2 separate regions of the Mus musculus genome follow, and region 1 is linked to region 2. Evidence: chromatin contacts called from public Hi-C data. All regions are on one chromosome and are shown on one strand. The core of a region is the stretch at or near the end of the contact, and the rest is flanking DNA. Distances in the headings are between cores, read along the strand shown. Region 1 has its middle 260 kb from the start of Kcnj3. Region 2 has its middle 210 kb from the start of Kcnj3.

Evidence for each region. A called contact is a pair of places that touch in the nucleus more often than the background predicts.
Region 1: a contact with region 2 is called in a Hi-C map of cortical neurons, with 4 times the contacts expected there. The contact joins two enhancer-like sites. A contact is called at or near these places in 1 of 484 Hi-C or Micro-C datasets (cortical neurons) and 1 of 9 other capture datasets (embryonic stem cells).

Annotation. Positions count from the first base shown.
Region 1 is chr2:55,691,387-55,696,085 of GRCm38.p6, forward strand. No RefSeq gene overlaps it. Among named protein-coding and RNA genes, the nearest start is that of Kcnj3, 260 kb to the left of the region's middle. Within about 2 kb of position 2,010, at least 39 of the 459 cell types and tissues checked have an H3K27ac peak or open chromatin away from gene starts, as enhancers often do. A contact at or near this core is called in cortical neurons, where this site is marked.
Region 2 is chr2:55,225,561-55,230,367 of GRCm38.p6, forward strand. No RefSeq gene overlaps it. Among named protein-coding and RNA genes, the nearest start is that of Kcnj3, 210 kb to the right of the region's middle. Within about 2 kb of position 2,806, at least 16 of the 459 cell types and tissues checked have an H3K27ac peak or open chromatin away from gene starts, as enhancers often do. A contact at or near this core is called in cortical neurons, where this site is marked.

The DNA.
Region 1 (4,699 bases), core at 760-3,259, 470 kb after region 2:
TAGTAGAGAGACATAAAAATCAATGGCAGGAATAGGATATATTTAGGTAACATTTGTAACTATAGCATAGCAGGGCAAGGACTTTATAATCATGGTATATAGTCTTAAGAATAAAAATAGGAAACACAGAAGATTCTAATTATCTAGTATAGGAAAACCCTGGTCCTATGGTTGAAGTTTGACATTACCTGAAAGCTCTTAGAGCATGGTGAAAAATGGCAGACTCACTCTGTCAGCAAGGCTTACTGTTTTCTAGCTGAGGGATCCAGACTCCATTCTGCCTCCTGTGGAATATTGTGCAGCCCTTAAGAAATTCCAGGTCTAACTCCTTTTCTCTGTAAAAGAAACCTGAGATTCCTGGAATACTACCCCATGCTAAGGAGACATCTCAGTGTCTTAGCCTTCAGCAAGTGACCTTTTCTCACCCTGGATATCCCTACCTTCTTTTCCCAAACTGTAAAACCTTGACTCACCCTGAATAAAGTGGGTCTATCTCTCTGATGCTTATGCAGGAATGTTGTCATGTCAGTCCTTACTAATGGGGCTTCCATAATCTGATCTGTCCTGCTGCTCCATTTGCCACAGGGGACCAATATGGACTGACGATCCCCAGGGCACAGAGGGAAATATATAGTGTTTTACCATAATTCCTAATGAGAAGGCTTTCAAAAGAGATGGCGGTTAGCTACAAAATTTTACCATAGGAAAGAAATGCAGTAAAAATAGTTCTTAGATTAGCAAATTCTCAACAGGCAGAGCTACATCAAAGCATGTGTGTTTAAAACGTGGCTCTGCATGCTGTCCGTTTTTCTCTTTTTAATAGAGATAACAGTAATACTAGTATTACCTTCAACGATCACTGCATGTTTGCACTAGTATCTTCAAAGTGTTAATATAACTTGGTCTTATTGACACACATTGATTTACTGCTCATAATAAGTGAATAAACATTAAGTTCTTACTAAAGAAGAAACTAAGGACATGTGTAAAACTTTAGTAACTACTCTAGAGACCACACCCTTTTAATGTAGCAATTGGCTTTAAAATATATTCAGAACCACTAAAATAATTTTACAGGTAGTATAAAAGGGTGAAGTTCTTTTTAATCAACTAGGAGGGTTATTTTTTCAATTCTATTGTATGTGAGGGTCAGAATTAGAGTAGACTTTTAAATTTTCCTTTCGTTTTTATGTCTAATGGTGTGTGAATGTTTGTGTGTGTGTGTGTGTGTGTCTGTGTGTGTGTGTGTGTGTGTGTGTGTGTGTGTGTGTGAGCTCATGTGTGTCATTAGGGTACAACTTTCCAGATTGTGTTTTCTGCTTCAATTATGTGAGTCTTCAACTGACTTGGATAATCATGCTTGGCAGAAAACACCTTTACCTGGTCACACACATGCACGCGCACGCACACACACACACACACACACACACACACACACACACACACAGATCAAGGATTCTTAAACTTGGAAAAATTGAAAAACTGAGAAATACATTCTTCCTCATTTATCCTTGAACCATCCTTTATTTGATCTTTTAATTTTAAGAATTTTATTTTTAATTTAACACATTTATCTCAACATCTGGTACTTAAAATGTTTTTTTTTTTCTAAACTTTTCTCTAAAGATTGTTTAGTAGTAGTTAATGACTTCCTGCCTCTGAGCTTGTTTGTGTTTCTGTCATTCTTAGATAATGTCAAAAGTTAAGTCATTGTTCTGTATCCTGTTCAAAACCTCTCATGTAATAGAACTGAGAGATACAGACTTTTTAGGGTTTTTTTTCCTATTAAAACATTATTTGCTTTCATGCTCATTAGTTTCTGCACCATATTGCAAATTTCTGAAGCAAATTTTCTCATAATATTCTCTATTTTCTTTTATGGTTTCACATTATGATCTGCATCATTTAAACTGAGCATAAATAAAGCAACTGTTCTGAACAGAGCAGACAAAGGAAGCAGTTGCTTAGCAACAGAAATCACAGAACAGATCCTGAACTCCTACTCAGATGGAAGCTTCCTACCCCCGCTCAGTGGTGAAAACATTTTGAGTATCCATCTTCTCTGAGCATGCCCCTCATACTGGGAGAAAAGCCAGATTTAGATCCTGATATTAAGAGGAGTTAGAAATTAATAAGCTTCAGGAGGGTCTACATCACATCTTTATGAGTCATAAATTACTGCATTGATGATGAACAACTTATGTGCCTGACATGGTTATGCTTTTGTCTTAGAGCTGAGTAACTATGTACCTGAGACTAATTCTGAGTGCACTCGGTGTAGCCATATGGGTTGGGGTGCAGATTAAAATGCATCAGAAGCTGTGAACAAATCCAAAGCAAGCAGTGGGACATCCTAGAGACCACAGCAGCTTGATTCTCCATACTGGGAATTATGTTGCTATAGTGGTAGGGACAGTATGAAGGTTTTTGAATCAATGCAAATCACAACTAATATAGATTTTAAACTCAAAGGTATAGATATAACTATAAATAATGCCAGATAGACTTTCTTCTTATGTCTTGTGGGCATTATATCGAATTTCTTTCAAGGTACATCATTAAAAAACACATATATCTTAAATAACTATTTTGAAATTTTAATCTATCTTTTAAGTATGTACATAATTGAGGTTATCATACTTTCTTATTCTCATAAGATTTTTTAAACTCATTTTTTGCAAGACTTCCTGCATTTCAAGTATTTACTTAATAGTATTTGGTTATTTCTACTTAACAGGTCAAGCCTTACTATTATTGCAAATCAATGGGAAAACTCATGCATATATTCTGAGAAGACAGGATAGATCAGTTATAAGATCATTCTAAGTAAGGACACTAAATATAACTCAAGCCAAGTGCCACCATTATTGGAATCTCATAGAAATCAAATCATCACAGAAGCAGCATAAGTTAGTGTATGTGGAGAACATGAAAAACCACAATGAAAGGAGAAATGAATTAAGCATGTTCATGGAGTTGAAAAAAGGGTCAGAGGAGGTATGAAAGTACTGCTGAAAAAAGCACCATAAATCAACCTAGGTACCTACATGATTGTGTTTGGTGAGAATTGTCTGTACAGATCAGAAGAAGTTAATGAATTTATAGCTGAAATAAATTCTGGATCTGAGAGGCATTGCTTTCTAGGCATTGGTATTAAGTTAATTAAATGGATAACTAACTAATCTCAGTCATTGTCCATGAGGGTAATTGTTTTAGTGGAGGTGAACTCGTAAATGGCTCTAATAAAGTATGAAAAGTACAAGAATAGAGATGTTCACAAGATATATCACACAGGAAATGGAAGTGAAAGCTAATTAATTAGAAGAGAGTTTTGATATGGGTATGCTTGGCTACCATGTGACATTTCTGTTGCATGGACTTAGAAACCGATTTTGATAAGGAGCACTCACTCCTCTTTGGAGATTGCATGGTAACCAAATCCAGAATTAAAGCCTGACACCTCTGTTTACATCCAATATCTGTAATTTGGGGGTTTTTTAGAGTCAGAGTTCTACATTGCAAACAGATATGTTAATCATCCAAACAGTGTCTGCCTAATTAATCTCATCACCTATCAAGGTAAATTTAACCAACACTGCATAAAATATTCTTACAGACATCATTTGTATATGCTTCAATTCTTTCCCTATTTAAAGTAAAGCTCATGTTCGTAACACAACAATTAGGTTGAATGGTTGAATGGTTGAATTTATTTCCCTAATATGATATGTCTTTTGATTAAATTATTTCCTGTCTTGCCACCACTTCAGTGTGTGTGTGTGTGTGTGTGTGTGTGTGTGTGTGTGTGTGTGTTTGTTTGATTCTTACTTGGAGGATCCCCTCAGAGTTGGATGACTCTGGCTACACCAGCTCTTTAGAAAATTTCAGATTAGGATGCTGATGAGGGACTTGCAGATGCTTTACTAGAAATTCAATGTCCACCTCATAGCAGGCTCTTCTCAATGAAAACTTCGTACACCCCTCAGTGTTCTGTCAATATCATGTCTCACCTGCCCAAATCCAGATGAGTTTAGGACTAGTCTTCTCTAAGCCATTGCTTCTCACCCTCCCAAATATAAATGCAAATATCTTCCCCAAATTTCTTTTCATTCAAAATTCACAGAAAAATAGTGCAGGCTGCGAGCAGAGACACTCAATTAAGTGTTCTTTAGTTTTGTGATAATTTTTACAGTTTCAAATTAACCATGAAATAAAAACATGCATACATATTCCTGGAACTGGCCAAAGTGTTAATTGATTGTTTGAATCTCACCTCCCTAATTGGTTATGGTGAAATTCAACATGGTCAGCATAGGGATTCCCAGCAGGTAGGTGGCTCTGCACACAAACTGATGCAGACTGTGTTTGCATAAGTCAAATCCTTACAGATTTCATAGGAACAGTCTATGTGCACTTCTATCTTTCCTTTTGTTTATAATATTTCAATTTCATTTGGATTGAACTCAATGGTGTGTCTCTATTTATAACTGTTTATTCATTTGTGTATGAAACATAAAATTAGAAGGAGCTAGAGGTTCTTTGTTTAGGTTGGAAATTAAAACTAAGATCAATTATCTTATAGACTTTTAAGATGGTTGCTAAACATATTGCTTCTTGACACAAAGTGGATATAAAGAGCACAGAATATTGATGGCTTACAAATGACATATTTATTACATCATTTGCCAGTTTTGTTAAG
Region 2 (4,807 bases), core at 1,556-4,055:
ATTGTTTGGGAAAAAAACATAGAGATTGAAAGATATTTGAAAAAAACCCATGACTGTTTCCATATTTGTTGCAAAATATCAAGAATTGAACAAGGCTGTGATGGCAGATGTTAGAGAAACACAACTAGCTGCTCTGATTTCAATAAAAAAAAATTGCCTAGAAGAGAAAAGGTTCTATGGTACACACAGAAAATAGCTATTTACGTGTCTGTGTGCATGTGTTTGCATGTATGTGTTGTGCTGGTGTTGATTTAAATCAGAAAGATGGGGTAGAGACTTTATACTCTGCAGAAAATACAATGATATATATTTTTGAAAATCACTATTTTCACATTGAAAACAAATGTCAAAGATTAAAAAAAAGATGGAGGCAAAAATATCATGCACATAGAATTCTTTAGAAATGATGTTCCTCTGACAATTGCTAGGCTGATGTGTGACATCATTTTATAACTGAAAGGAAATAAAAGATGAAAAAAATGAACAAACACATGCTCAGCTTAAAATTTACATTCATTAAAATACTACTTAAAATGAATGATAAATTTGTCTTTAATAGTAGCATAAAAATAAAGTTCTCCAAGAGGAGCTTTAAAGATGTTTTGGAAGACAAAATAAAACATTCTCGGGAAAAACAAGCTGATGAACAGAACACTACAATGTACAAGTATGATGATAAGCAAAGTAGTTTTAAATTCATTTTACACACACACATTAGTCTGATATATTGTTTGTTTAAATAAATAACAACATAGGTTATATATGTGAAAACATGTATAAATAAAACATGAAACAAACAAAAGTGAGACAATGCAAGGTGGTCATATATCAGCATTTCACACATTTCTTAAAAATTTTATATAGATTTGTTTTTGATTATGTAATTATTAAAAGTATTAATTTCTCTACAAATACAAAGGATAAGGTTCAGAGATCATATAGCAATGAAGACAAATAAAAATTTAATTATGGTAGGCTATGATTCTGTCTAAACTCATTATTCACATCAAATGTAAGTAGACAGATATTTTTAAAATAATTTTCATAGTGGATATTATTTAGAAGCAAGAAACTACTATGCATATTTTGGATAGATATAGTTGACACGCAAAGTTAATACTGATACCAGTTAAGTTAAAATAATGAAAAGTGTCTAAAACCCTATTATCAAGAAGAATGCCAAATTTTTCTGTTAATATATCCAACTAATTGAGAAAATATAAAAAGATATACACATTTAAAATCCAATACTAAAGCCATCCAAATCATGAAGGTAAATCTATTATAACAGAAATGAAATATATAGAAATCCACATTAATTACAGAGAATAGCTACAGTTTCAGGTAGAAAAATAGATGCAAATCTATGAATAAGTGATTTGAACAATATCCACTAATTTATCTTCTAGTTAATATATTAATTAACATTAACAGATTATTTTTACACCTTCAAAATTAAAGATTAAGGATTTCTTGGTGCATGAGTATCCAAAAGTCACATAAGAAAGAACAATGTCTATAGTTAAGGAAACAATGGGAATAACCAATACTGTTTTATTTTCACTGCATCAGCTGCTCTTCAACTTTCCAGGATTCATGAGATCAATGCCCTAACAAACATCTACCATTAGGCTGACCTTTCCACAGCTGCAGAATCCTTCTGACTCTAGAAATTCATAGTAAATGCTATGAACTACAAGCCCACTAACAACAAATCTGTATGTGTTATGCCAATAGGGATTTTGTATCAGGGCTCCCAGTCACTGCCACTGAGATCTCCAATAGTACTTCAATAGAAAACTGCAATGTGGGTCTAAAGCTCTAAACCATACTTGAGAACTTTAAAAAACAATTGAAAGCCAAGTGGAAGTACAGTGACTACAACAGGACAGGACTTGCTTGGGCAAAACATTACATAAACATGGAGTTGAATATTCACAAGAAAAGGACAGGATGGATAAAAGTCACCAGAGAGAACTGAGCAGGACACAGCAACTAGACTGGCCACAAAGATAAAACCTGAGCTACACCACTGTTCTCTATCCAGAGCAATGACTTAATTTTTAATTTATTCTTTAAGAATTTCATAGCTGCTATGAACATAGTGGAGCATGTGTTCTTATTACCAGTTGGAACATCTTCTGGATACATGCCCAGGAGAGGTATTGCTGGATCCTCTGGTAGTACTATGTCCAATTTTCTGAGGAACTGCTAGACTGATTTCCAGAGTGGTTGTACAAACTTGTAACCCCACCAACAATGGAGGAGTGTTCCTCTTTCTCTACATCCTCACCAGCATCTGCATAAAAAATTGGAAAAAGAAAAAAAAAGAATTTCATAGCTGTATATAATGTATTTGATTGTATTCATCTCGTGCCCAACTCTTCCCAATTTCATGCCTTAGTTTCTTAATGACCAAAGAAAAGAGTTCTTGCTGATATTTCATTTTATAGGTAACAATAATTGTTAAAAATTTATTACCAAATATATACAATAATATCACGACCTCCTTCCTTCCTTCCTTCCTTCCTTCCTTCCTTCCTTCCTTCCTTCCTTCCTTCCTTCCTCTCTTTCTCTCTCTGTCTCTCTCTCTTTCTTTTTTCTTCTTTTCTCTTTTTTTTTACAGCATGCCAAGGGAAAGATGAGTGATGAGCAGAACTGATTATTCTTTTGTGACTATTTAAAGTACCGAAGTGAGAAATCTGCTGCTTGAAATAGAAAACAAACAAACGTAATCAATGTTCCCCTAGCAACAAACGCTCGAGCCATTGTGTTCTCCAGTAAGCTGTGACAGTGTGGAAGTGGGATTCTGGGGTGTGTGCATTGACACGAAGTGGAAGCTATCGTTGTCATTTAGAAATGACCTTCTGTGGGCTGGTCTTCTCTCAGTTTTTCATCTCTGTCTGAACCTGATCCATAATCCCGATGCCCCTGTGTTTGACTGTCTGTAGCTCTATTCTTTAACTCTGTTAATTCTCTTCAATAGCAGCCTGTCTCATTTGCCATGGATTTCAGATTTTGTTAGGAACAGAGAGAAGCCAGGAATTAGAATAAATAAATCAATCTTAGCTAGACCAGCTGTTACTTCTGAGATCATTGGCAAACAAATTAGTAGACTGGAGCTTTAATAAGACTATGCTATTTAAAAAAATGTTAATTCATATAAAATACAACTGAGATAACATAATGTTTTGATACATGGATACATTATGTGAACTTCAATTTATACACAGAAATCTCCTAAAATACCTACCATCTCCATATGGCAAAATAATTTCTTCTAGCTTTTGAAATGTATGGCGTATCATTGTTATCTATAGTCACCAGCCATCAGCTGCAAACCAGAACTTATTCCTTCCTAACTGTAACTTAACACCTCTTGATCACTTTTCCATCATCCATCATCCATTCTTTCTACTCCCCAGCCACCAGTAGCCATTACTTCATTCTCAGTGTTTATAAGTTCAATGATTATATATATATATATATATATATATATATGTGTGTGTGTGTGTGTGTGTGTGTGTGTGTGTGTGTGTGTGTGTGTGTGTACATTTATATATTTGTTCTTGATTGTGGCAGAGGTATGATAAGTCAGTTTGATCTAATTTATGTGTATTATATGAGGTATCAAATAATTCCCATTATTGTTTCATTTATTCATTTACTAAATAACAAATTGAAATACCTATTGTTATATTCATTTCAGAACTGAAGAGGATATTAATAGTAAACCTACGATGAACGTAAGAAAAGTGACGTTAATGAGAATACATGAAACCTCAGTTTTTACAGTCGCCTCTATGCAATCATAAATGTCTTATTGACTAATGTACTAAAATCTATAATTTTTATGGATTCTAAAACATTTTAAATGAATGTTATTGAGATATACTTTATGAACATTAGTGTAAACAAAGCTGACTGGTATAAGAAATTTATTTATTTATTTATTTATTTATTTTCCAAGTCTCATGAAAAATGCTGGAAAATGTGATTTTGAGAATAAACTCAATATAATACCCACAGGCTGGAAAGATGCCAGTAGAGTAGAAAGGGATTCAGATAGCTATAGAGCATATTCTGTTGACTTGAGCATGAAACCCATGGTCACTTCGAATTCTGCAACCCTAGAAAAATGAAAATGAACTGCTACCCCTGGAGGGTGAATGTCCCTAGGAGAACCATAAAGATTTTATTATCAGAAATAGTGAAGGTCAAACAAAGGACATGGCCTTGTGTCAGAGCTTCATTATTTTTTCTATCATTTTCAGCATCAACCTACAATTCCCCAAATGAGGGGCATTTGTATAAGTGCCAAGGACACTTACAGAGCTGGCATGTGGGCAAAAGAACCATAATAGCACAGGAAAACTTCTGGGAGACATTGTTCTGCGTACAGGGGTGGGGTTTTTCTTTCGCAACTCGATCTCTCTTCATACACAACCAACACTGCTCTCATAGTCAATTCTTCTCCACTTTGATGACTTGGATTCTACAATATTTCTAGTGAATACTGGAAGAGTTCATCTTTGGAATCCATTCTCAATTTGTGTTGTCTATCTTCAGTTTGTTTTTTGGAGTATTTTTGTGGGACTTACTTGACTTGTTACTTCTGTCTCTTCATTTCTCATAATTCAGCCTGTAAATTCTACCACTGGTCTTGTCCTGTGTTCATAGTGCTTTTATCTTCATGATTCAGAACCTGTTACACCCAGGAAAACGATATTAAAAACAAAACAAAACAAAACAAAACAAAACAAAACAAAACCCAACACCAGCAACAAAAGGTTTGCAAACACTCATG